2 separate regions of the Sorghum bicolor genome follow, and region 2 is linked to region 1. A link is a contact called in public HiCAR-type data. All regions are on one chromosome and are shown on one strand. The core of a region is the stretch at or near the end of the contact, and the rest is flanking DNA. Distances in the headings are between cores, read along the strand shown. Region 1 holds the start of LOC8072697. Region 2 holds the start of LOC110436171.

Region 1 (4,556 bases), core at 1,391-3,890:
GAATTTTTTAAACCTAATTAGCATATGATTAGTCATAACTGCTACAGCCACATATGCTAATGATAGATTAATTAGCTTAATAAATTTATCTCATAGTTTTTAGACGAGCTATATAATTTATTTTTTATTAGTCTATATTTAATACTTTAAATATGTACCGATATATTTGATGATGTCAAAAACTTTTCTTTTTGAAAGACGAATACAAGAAAACAGTACGACCACGCACAATGATATGACATGTGCAGTCAGTACGTCCGGTAGAAGCACTCCTGTGGCTATGCAGATGCCGAAAAGAACGTGCAGTGCAGCCGCCTCTGCAGACTGCAGTCATTAGTCAATGATTATGGCAGTAGATCGATCGTAGAGGAAAAAGAGAAGGGTTTCGTTTGTATTTGACAAATATTGTCCAATCATAAACTAACTAGCCTCAAAAGATTCGTCTCGTCAATCGACCAAACTGTGCAATTAGTTTTTATTTTCATTTATATTTAATATTCCATGCATGCGTCTAAAGATTCGATGTAACGGAGAATCTGAAAAATTTTGCAAAATTTTTTTAGAAACTAAACAAGGCAAAGAGCGAAGTATACTATACGACACAAGTATGACGTACTGCATGTACTCTGCAACAAACAAACAACCGCTACGTATGACAGTAGTTTTGATATCACAATTTCCTGCGATATTGCTGGCGCTGCTGGGTGACGCATCAATCTTGCGTGCTCCAACGCCCCAGCCCAGCCATCCGCGTCGTCGTCGATCACATGGTTTGGCGCAAAGGGCGTTTCGCACTCTTCGCGGCCGTGTTTGTTTACTACGACGACTCTCTCTACCAGCGCAGGCAAAGCCGATGCGTGCAGGGTTCATGCTTCGGCAGGCGAAGAGAAAAGTAGGGCGTGCCGGCCAACCACCGGTACCCATGCTCGCTCGCTCTTTCGTTGGGCGCCGGCCGGCGTGAAGGCGTGCAGCAGCGAAATGGAGGAATGCCAAAACGAGGATCTCTTCTCGGTTGTAACGGAAGGCAGGATTCTGATCATTCCCATCTGAGAATGCTTAGCTTAGGTCTTGTTTAATTCACCCTATAATTCAAAAACTTTTCAAGATTTCTCGTCACATCAAATTTTACTACACATACATAGAGCATTAATATTTATTTATAATTTACAAGCCGAATCTCTTTTAGTTTATGATTAGACAGTAATTATCAAATACAAACAAAAGTACTACAATATCAAAATTCAAAAATATTTCGGATCTAGACAAGAGCTTATTACTAGCTTCTCGCTCGCGTAGTACTGGCGGTGCTCCCACGTAGGTGTACTGTATTTACTATCTACTCCCTCCGTCTCAAAATAAGTGTCGTTTTCGCTTTCCGAGAAATAACTTTAACTAAATATATAGTAAAAAATATTAATATTTATAATACATAAGTAATATTATTGGAAAAAATCTTTAAGTCTAGTTTTTTAACAAATTTATTTATAGAGATATAAATATTGAACGTATTTTCTATAAATCAAGTCAAACTTGTGGCACAAAAACCTAAAACGACACTCTTTTTTGGGACGGAGGAAGTAGGCATCTGGCCCTTGTGAGCTCCTGTGTGCTGGAGTATGTACTGTACCGCACTAGAAAGACAGCAACGAGGCTTGCTTTCATTCGGCGCAAACGCTCGTCGCATTGAAAGGCCTGCACGTACCGTTTCGTATCGGCCCAGACCGGACGAAGGCCAACTCGCCATCCAATAACGTAAAAGCGGCGCCATGCATTCAACGCCGCCGCGCGGCCGTTTTCGGTTTCGAGTCGGGGGGCGACGCATCGGCGGTTCGGCTTGGCTGACCCACGCAGCACGCACCCACCCGTAGTAGAGCGCAGGTGGCGTCCTCGGCGCGGCGAAAGTACAGCGGCCCGTGGCAAATTGCAATACGTGTGAGTGGGCAGGATGATCATGTTCGAATCGGCAGCATACTGTTAGTGTCAATCCACACAGCAGCGGTACGTAGTAGTACGCTTCTTCGTAACGCTTGCGACGCAAAACGGGGAACGCACACTAGACCTGCTGCCAGGGAGAGGGAAGATCCTAGATGTTGCCTTCTAATCCAACGGTTCCCACGAGTAGTGTAATTCTACTCTAGACGTGTACTAGTACCCGTTTCGTACTCACTCACTCCTATTCATTATATATTCATTCCGTGTCACGTACTGTACGTATACGTGGTGCATACCTCGCTCGGCCTAGAAAGAGGCAAGCCTCGTTCCAGGGCTTCCTTTTTGTGGTCGCAGGTGCCCGCCGCCCCGCCCGTTTCGTCTGGGAAGTTTCAGTTTGTTAAAGCGCACCGCAGTAGAGAAAAGCGATGCGTTTCCCTCCTCCGTTCCGTTGCATGCTCTGCTCGCACCCGGCAGTTTACAACAAAAGCCCCGGAACCTGATGAAGGAAAGGCCGAAACGCAGCACCAGCCTCTGGGAGCCGAAACCGAGATTTGCCTCGGCTGCGACACAGGAATTTGTGCTCCCGTCGGTCGGTCCCACTGCTGTGATTGAAAAGCCTTGAAGGAGCACGGCGGGAGGAAACTGTCTATACGCTAGCTGTGGTGGCCGCCAGAACCGTATGAGAGCAAGTTTAATAATACAGTCCACTTGCTGGCTGTAAGTTTTCTTATAGTCTTCTTGCAGGTCATCCATAAAATAGTTAGCTATTCATTATTAATACATGACCTACTTATCTCTCTCACAAAATTTCTTGGTTTTTTGTGTCTAAGCTGACTGTAAGCTTACAACCTCACAGCCTGCTTCTTCTCTCTCTTCTCCCTTCTCTCCTCCACATCAGCATTTAGCCAGCTTACAGTCCACTATAATACTTGCTCTGAGAGCGAGAGATTATGATACCTACCTTGTTGTAAGCCCCAGCCTATTGCCTGGCAGGCTTCCCAGTTAAGAGATACCTTTCTCCTGCGATTACCGAACCACTCTAATGCCCGTCGCCATCACCAATTCAGCATAATGCCTCTGCCGTTGCTGTCCGCAAAGCCATATCCTCCCTCTCGGCCCGGTGGTGGTGAGTGGTAGGCGGCCGGCCGGCCGGCCCAAGAATTCCATCCAGGGTGGGGACTGGGACTGGGGAGCGCCGCCGCGTCCGTCCAAGAAACAAGAGGACCGCCCGGAGAGAAGGAAGGAAGGAAGATCGAGCGAGGCATGAAGGACCTGGTGTCGTGCTTCAGCGAGCACGCCGTGCGGATCTCCGACGTCGCCGCCTGCTCCGGCTCCGGCGCCGCCAATGCCGCGGCCGCGGGCGGCGCGCCGGAGGCAGGCGGCGGGGGGAGGGCGCCGGCTGTGAGCGCGGTGACCACCGCGTACCGGTCCCGGCTCTCGGCGTCCGGGAAGGAGCTACTCATCGACGTCACGTGGTCTCGGGCGCCCGACGGGCCGGCGCTCTCCGTCGCCGTCCACGAGGCCGCCACCGCCGCCGCCGCCGCCGCCTCGCGCCACCACCGGGCCAGCAACGCGGCGGCGGCGCTGCGCCACCTGCACAAGAAGAAGGGGAGCGGGACGTTCACGGCGGGGAGCTGCGTGGTGGGCGTGTTCTGGGACTACGCCGCGGCGCGGTACGCCGACACCGCTGGCGCTGGCGCGTGGGCGGGGCCCGAGCCGACCTCCGGGTTCTACGTGGCCGTGGTGGCCGACGCCGAGTTCGTGCTCCTGCTGGGCGACCTCAGCCGCGGGTACGTCGACCGCCTGCACGGCGGGATACCGATCGCGGGGTCCCGTTTGGCGCGGCGCCGGGAGCGGTTCGTCGGGTGCGGCTGCTGGTCCACGAGGGCGCGGTTCCTCGAGTCCGGCGACGAGCACGAGATCGGCGTCGTGGTGCGGGACGGCGACGCGGAGGCGTGGGTCACCGTGGACGGCCGGAAAGTCGTGCAGCTCCGGCGGCTGCGGTGGAACTTCCGCGGCAGCCACACCATCTTCCTCGACGGCGGCGCGCCCGTCGACATGACGTGGGACCTGCACGGCTGGCTCTTCCACGCGGCGGGCGCCGCCGAGTTGCCGCCCCACCCGTCCTCCTCCTCCTCCTCTTCCTCTTCCTCCTGCGCCGTGTTCACGTTCCAGGCGCGCGGCGCGTCGGAGACAACGAAGCTGTGGACGGACGACGATTGCTTCTTCGCCGCCGCCGACGACGACGGCGAGGAGACGGACAAGCTGCCGGTGACGCCGAGCGGCGGTCGGCGACAGAAGGCGGGAGGAGGCGGTGGGGCGTCGTCGGGGCAGGGGTTCTGCCTGCTGATCCAAGGATTCAGGGGCTTTTCCAAGAGCACTTAACCTGTACATGCGACTTTCGATCGCCATTTTCTCACTTCTTGGCTTCCTTGGGGTTTGTTATCTTGGGATTGATTAGGATAGTAGACATTCAGTTGGTTGACTGTTGTTGATCAATCTGATGCATCACAAGGGGTGGTGTGATTGTGAATAGGGTCAGAGAGAGAGAGGTTGACACACACAAAGAGATTCGTTTCAGTTTGCTGCATCGCGCTGTGCTAATTTCCTACAATGACATGACT
Region 2 (4,618 bases), core at 689-3,188, 40 kb after region 1:
AAATTGAAGCAGCAACATTTAAGAAATCACAAAGTGTTGCTTCCGTGTAGACTACTGGCTTGAGAACAGTATCCCATATCTAATAGAAAAAAACTGTGATACATGGCAAAGATGAAAGCAGGTAAGCAGATTGCATTTGCACCTTTTCAATATATCCTCCTTGAGAACTTGTGCTAGGTACTCTAGCGATTTCTGCAAAGATCGGAAAATCAGAACACAAGAAAAGGCAGACAAAGTAAAAATATCAAACCGCAGAAATAGAGAAATGAATGTCTCCGTGCTCACCCAAATCTTAACTTGCAATAAAGCAGTAATACTTGAAACAGAAACTTACAAACCTATCGTAAAAATGTCTGAAACTGCAAGAGTAAACAGAGCACTCTGCTTCTCGAAAGCTGTACAACACATGAAGAGCAGGAAAACTTAAATGATCAGGTGAAATGTGCTTTCCACTCAGGAGATCAAGCAAGAGAGTGCAAAGACTGTAAACCACATTGTCAGGACTTACTTTGCCTGCAGAACAGATAATAGGTACAAAAAGTAGAGAGGCACAATCCCAAAGTGTTTCAACAATAATAGTTTGAAGCCTACATGCTGGAAGTCTGAAACAAAACATAGTGACACTTTGCAAAGGAATCATTGGACAATATATGTTAACTGAAAATAAGGTGCCAAAACTAATGGGACCTGACATTGATGTGAAAGAAGTAATAGGTAATACTGGCTATCAAAAATCTAATAGGTGATGTCGGGTATTATATTTTTCCAAGTACTTGATTTATATAGCATCATTGTATAAAAACAGAATGGAACAAAGAGACTGGGACTGTCTGAATATCTACTGCTATGTAAGCAGGTGCATAGGTCCTAACATAGATATGGATAAACAAAATATTTATTGATCTAACAAAAGATCAGGAGAGTAGAAAGAAGTAGAGAGCCTACCAACCATCATATGTCGAAATGAAAAAGATAAGTTTTTTTAACGAAGATAGGATTTTTAAAGGCCTCAGAAACATAGTAATCATCATTTGTTCATAAACTTGGAGCTTGTAGGCATGGCCCAATCGGGTTAGTCGAATATGCTGCAGAAGATATAGATTCCAAAAAGCAGGATCCGGGTATATATTGGTCGGGCCGCATATGCCATCGTGAAGCAAGTGGCAGCATATCCAAACTGAAGGAATCTCTCAGATTCGGTAAACAAAGGCATCTAATTTTAAGGAATCGTAGGCAAACTAATCTGCAGAGGTAATTACGGGGATCAGACCACACAAAAATTTAAGGATACATGGACCCGGCTTACGGGGATCAGAATATAGGTAGGTGAGCATGCCTAGTACCTCACAAGCGAACAAACATCAGTTCATATCCTTGATCAACGGTTCTAGAATTTTTATCACAGGCCATAGAAGGAAAAAATTTAGGAATCGAAGTCAACATAGAAAGAAATCAAAGAGACAAAATCAAAATCAAAATCGAAAACAAGATACTGCTCCTTCCTAGTGACATCACCGCCGATAGCTACCTGCAGCGGGTGCGGCCACCATGTGCGGCCAACGCAGGGCCCAGATGGTGCGCCATGGCATGGGGATAGAGGTAGAATCACAGGCAAGTGGCGAGCGCAAGGGGACTGACGCGCGGTGAGGGAGCACCTAGGGTTTCGTCGAGGCCATGCGGATCACCAGGAGGAGGCATCATGAAGGCTAACGCGCACCGGCGGCGATTGGTGGGGGCCGGCCGCGCGGCTCCACAGCAGCTATGGACAGCCACCATGGGGGCGCACACCGCAAAGGCGTCGTCGCCATCGCCTGCGTCGGGAGAAGAGAGGGAGGAGGTGCGAGAAGGGAGGGGGACGGAAGTGGAGTGGGCCAGGAGCGGAGGCAACGAAGAGAACCAGAAAAGCACAGTGGGCCTGCTAGCTTCCAAGAGCAGGATCTAGATATATATTGGATAGACTGCATATGCCATCAGGAAGCTGGCTGCAACCTATGAGAACTGAAAGAATCTACCAGATTCGATGAAGAAAGACAGATTCTGATTTCAGGACACTGCAGGCCAACTAATCTACACCGGTGATTACAGGGATCAGACGGCAGGAAAAATTTAAGGATACGTGGACTCGGCTTCTATTTGAGGAGCTGTTGCACTCTATAGTTTTAAATTTCCTATTGAACTACCGAGATTATCTAACAAGATCTAGGGGCATCCCTCCAAGGAGGAAGGGTGATGAGGGTGCTGGAATTTGTGCGTGAGCACCAACATTACGCTGCATGATGATACTGGTGCGCATGTCTTTTTATGCATTCTAATGTAATGCCTCTGTCACATCAATACAAGAGGGTGAAGACTGAAGAACGCTGGCGAGGACAGCCTCAGCCTTAGGCCTTGTTTAGTTTCCTTGTGAAAACTTTTCAGACTACTATAGCACTTTCGTTTGTATGTGACAATTATTATCTAATTATAGACTAACTAAGTTTAAAATTTTCGTCTCGCAAATTATTTTTTATCTATATTTAATACTCCATGCATATGTCGTATGATTCGATGTGACAGATAATTTTGAAAAGCTTTTGACTTTCGGGAGGAACTAAGGCCTTGTTTAGTTCCCAAAATTTTTCAGGATTTTTCGTCACATCAAATCTTGCAGTACATGCATGGAGCATTAAATATAGATAAAAAAGATAACTAATTGCACAGTTCACTTGTAATTTACGAGATAAATCTTTTAAGCCTAGTTAGACCATAATTAAACAATAATTGTCAAATAAAAACAAAAGTGCTACAGTAGTCAAACTCAAAAAATTTTACGAACTAAACAAGGCCTTGGGGAATTTCTGGCCTTGTTCAGTTCGCAAAATCGTTTATATTTGACAAATATTATCCAATCTTAGAGTAACTAGGCTTAAAAGATTCGTCCCGCGATTTACAGCTGTATAATTAGTTTTTGTTTTCATGTATATTTAATGTATCATGCATATACTGCAAGATTCGATGTGACGAGGAATCTTGAAAACTTTTTACAATTAAACAAGGCCTCTGTTTCGATTTGTGAATTACTCGATCCCCTTAGAGTTTGAGCACCTATGTGCCATTACAGTCTCTGTCGAAGCGGGCCCGCATGACAGTACATGAATAGAAAACGAAGAGTGTCAAATACGCTAACAGGAAAACACCTTTACTCTCCGCGCCACCTTCCTCATTGATAAGTGTCAGGTGTGACAGTCACTTGCAACATGAGGTTGGCTGGCCAGTTGCGGCTCTGCTGTCGCCATGAGTAACGGGCCAGGAACAAGCTGAATGGCTGACATGTTGCACTAGGAGCTTCAAATTTATGCGCAGAGGTCCATCTCAGATGTCCAGAATTCAACAATTTCTCAAAGGAAAAGGGGTGTACCGATTACCGAAGGAGCGCATCCCTTGTGCGGGGAAAAAAAAGCATCGGACAAAACGATGAAACAAAATTTAACGATTTATCCAAAACATACAGATTAGAAGCCACAAATGAGACGCCATTGCTAGTAATTTTCAGCAAGTAAAGACCATGTAGGAGTACTACAGATTTGAAGCTTATGAAATATCACACAATCTGACAAGGGACATGAACTTCAAAATTATTTTCAAAGTGCAAGAAAAACAGATGACTGACAAATGTAGGAGTATTATTTTCAGCAAGTAAAGACCATGTAGGAGTACTACGGCCAAAAGGCCTGCCACTGGCATCATCGGTAGCAACTCTTCAAGGATTAACCATAAAGACCACATAAATCAGTCTAGATTCAGAACATCAATCAACCCAGGACAGTGGAAACTATCTGACAGTGGCACCATGGATATTGCTCTTCTTTAGAACGAGAGCAGAAATGCTGCCTAAATTTAAAAGTAGATTCAGATAACCAGATAACATAACACAAAATGCCTTCAACGGTTTGTAGGCGAATTATCTCTGCAGTAAGACTCAAGCCATTTAGTAGCCCATGATGTCGATATCACTATCAAAGGGGTCAGGTAGAGCATTCACAGCCTCTATACTGAACCCCTTGTGATGGACGACTTTCAGGCCCTCGAACACGACTTTGGCTTCCACAGAGGCCCTGTGGCATTGGATGAGATTTTGCTGTTCAGTAGTCCATGCAGGGGTGTCGGACATGGCAGATTGAATCTTCATGATCTGCAGCACCTGTGCATTCGCAAGGAGAAAACACACAAATTCAAACATGTTTCGCTCAACTTCGATTATTAGATCCTTAACTTTGCTTTCCAGCCTCACGGTCTTGAGATGGTTAACAATACATCCAATGGGTTCATTCTTCTGGTAGTAGCCGAAGTCAATTGTGTCAACCTGGCGTTCCCCGGGCTTGCCCTTTTACACAGAAATGAAGAATCAGATGAAGTTCTTTACAATGTTTAGCTAATGAGTAAAAGTCCGATTTACCCCTAAACAAGTCGTTGAATTTGAAAGACCCCCTCGATCTTGAATAACGGAGAACATACACACTTCAACTTTTAAAACCGGACAAAAAATACTGCCTTAAACATTTCAAAGTGGTTTTTTGGTAGTTTTGCTGATGTGGCAGTGGGACCCACCTATAATTTGGTCTCTCTTTCTTTTATATAA

The links. HiCAR-type assays count read pairs that join an accessible place to other places.
Region 2: a HiCAR-type map of leaf shows a contact between it and region 1, with 2.4 times the contacts expected there. The contact joins the promoter of LOC110436171 here to the promoter of LOC8072697 in region 1. A contact is called at or near these places in 2 of 4 Hi-C or Micro-C datasets (both in leaf) and 1 of 1 datasets of contacts at active chromatin or transcription factors (leaf).

The regions. Positions count from the first base shown.
Region 1 is chr6:42,658,905-42,663,460 of Sorghum_bicolor_NCBIv3, forward strand. It overlaps LOC8072697, which reads left to right and starts at 2,641. Exons shown (of 1, transcript XM_021462667.1): 1 at 2,641-4,556. The coding sequence starts at 3,196. The coding sequence ends at 4,317.
Region 2 is chr6:42,699,622-42,704,239 of Sorghum_bicolor_NCBIv3, forward strand. LOC110436171 reads right to left here and starts at 1,939. Exons shown (of 4, transcript XM_021462524.1): 1 at 1,656-1,939; 2 at 143-192. The coding sequence starts at 1,776. LOC8075257 (F-box/FBD/LRR-repeat protein At1g13570) reads right to left here. Exons shown (of 3, transcript XM_002447726.2): 3 at 3,526-4,363. The coding sequence ends at 3,968.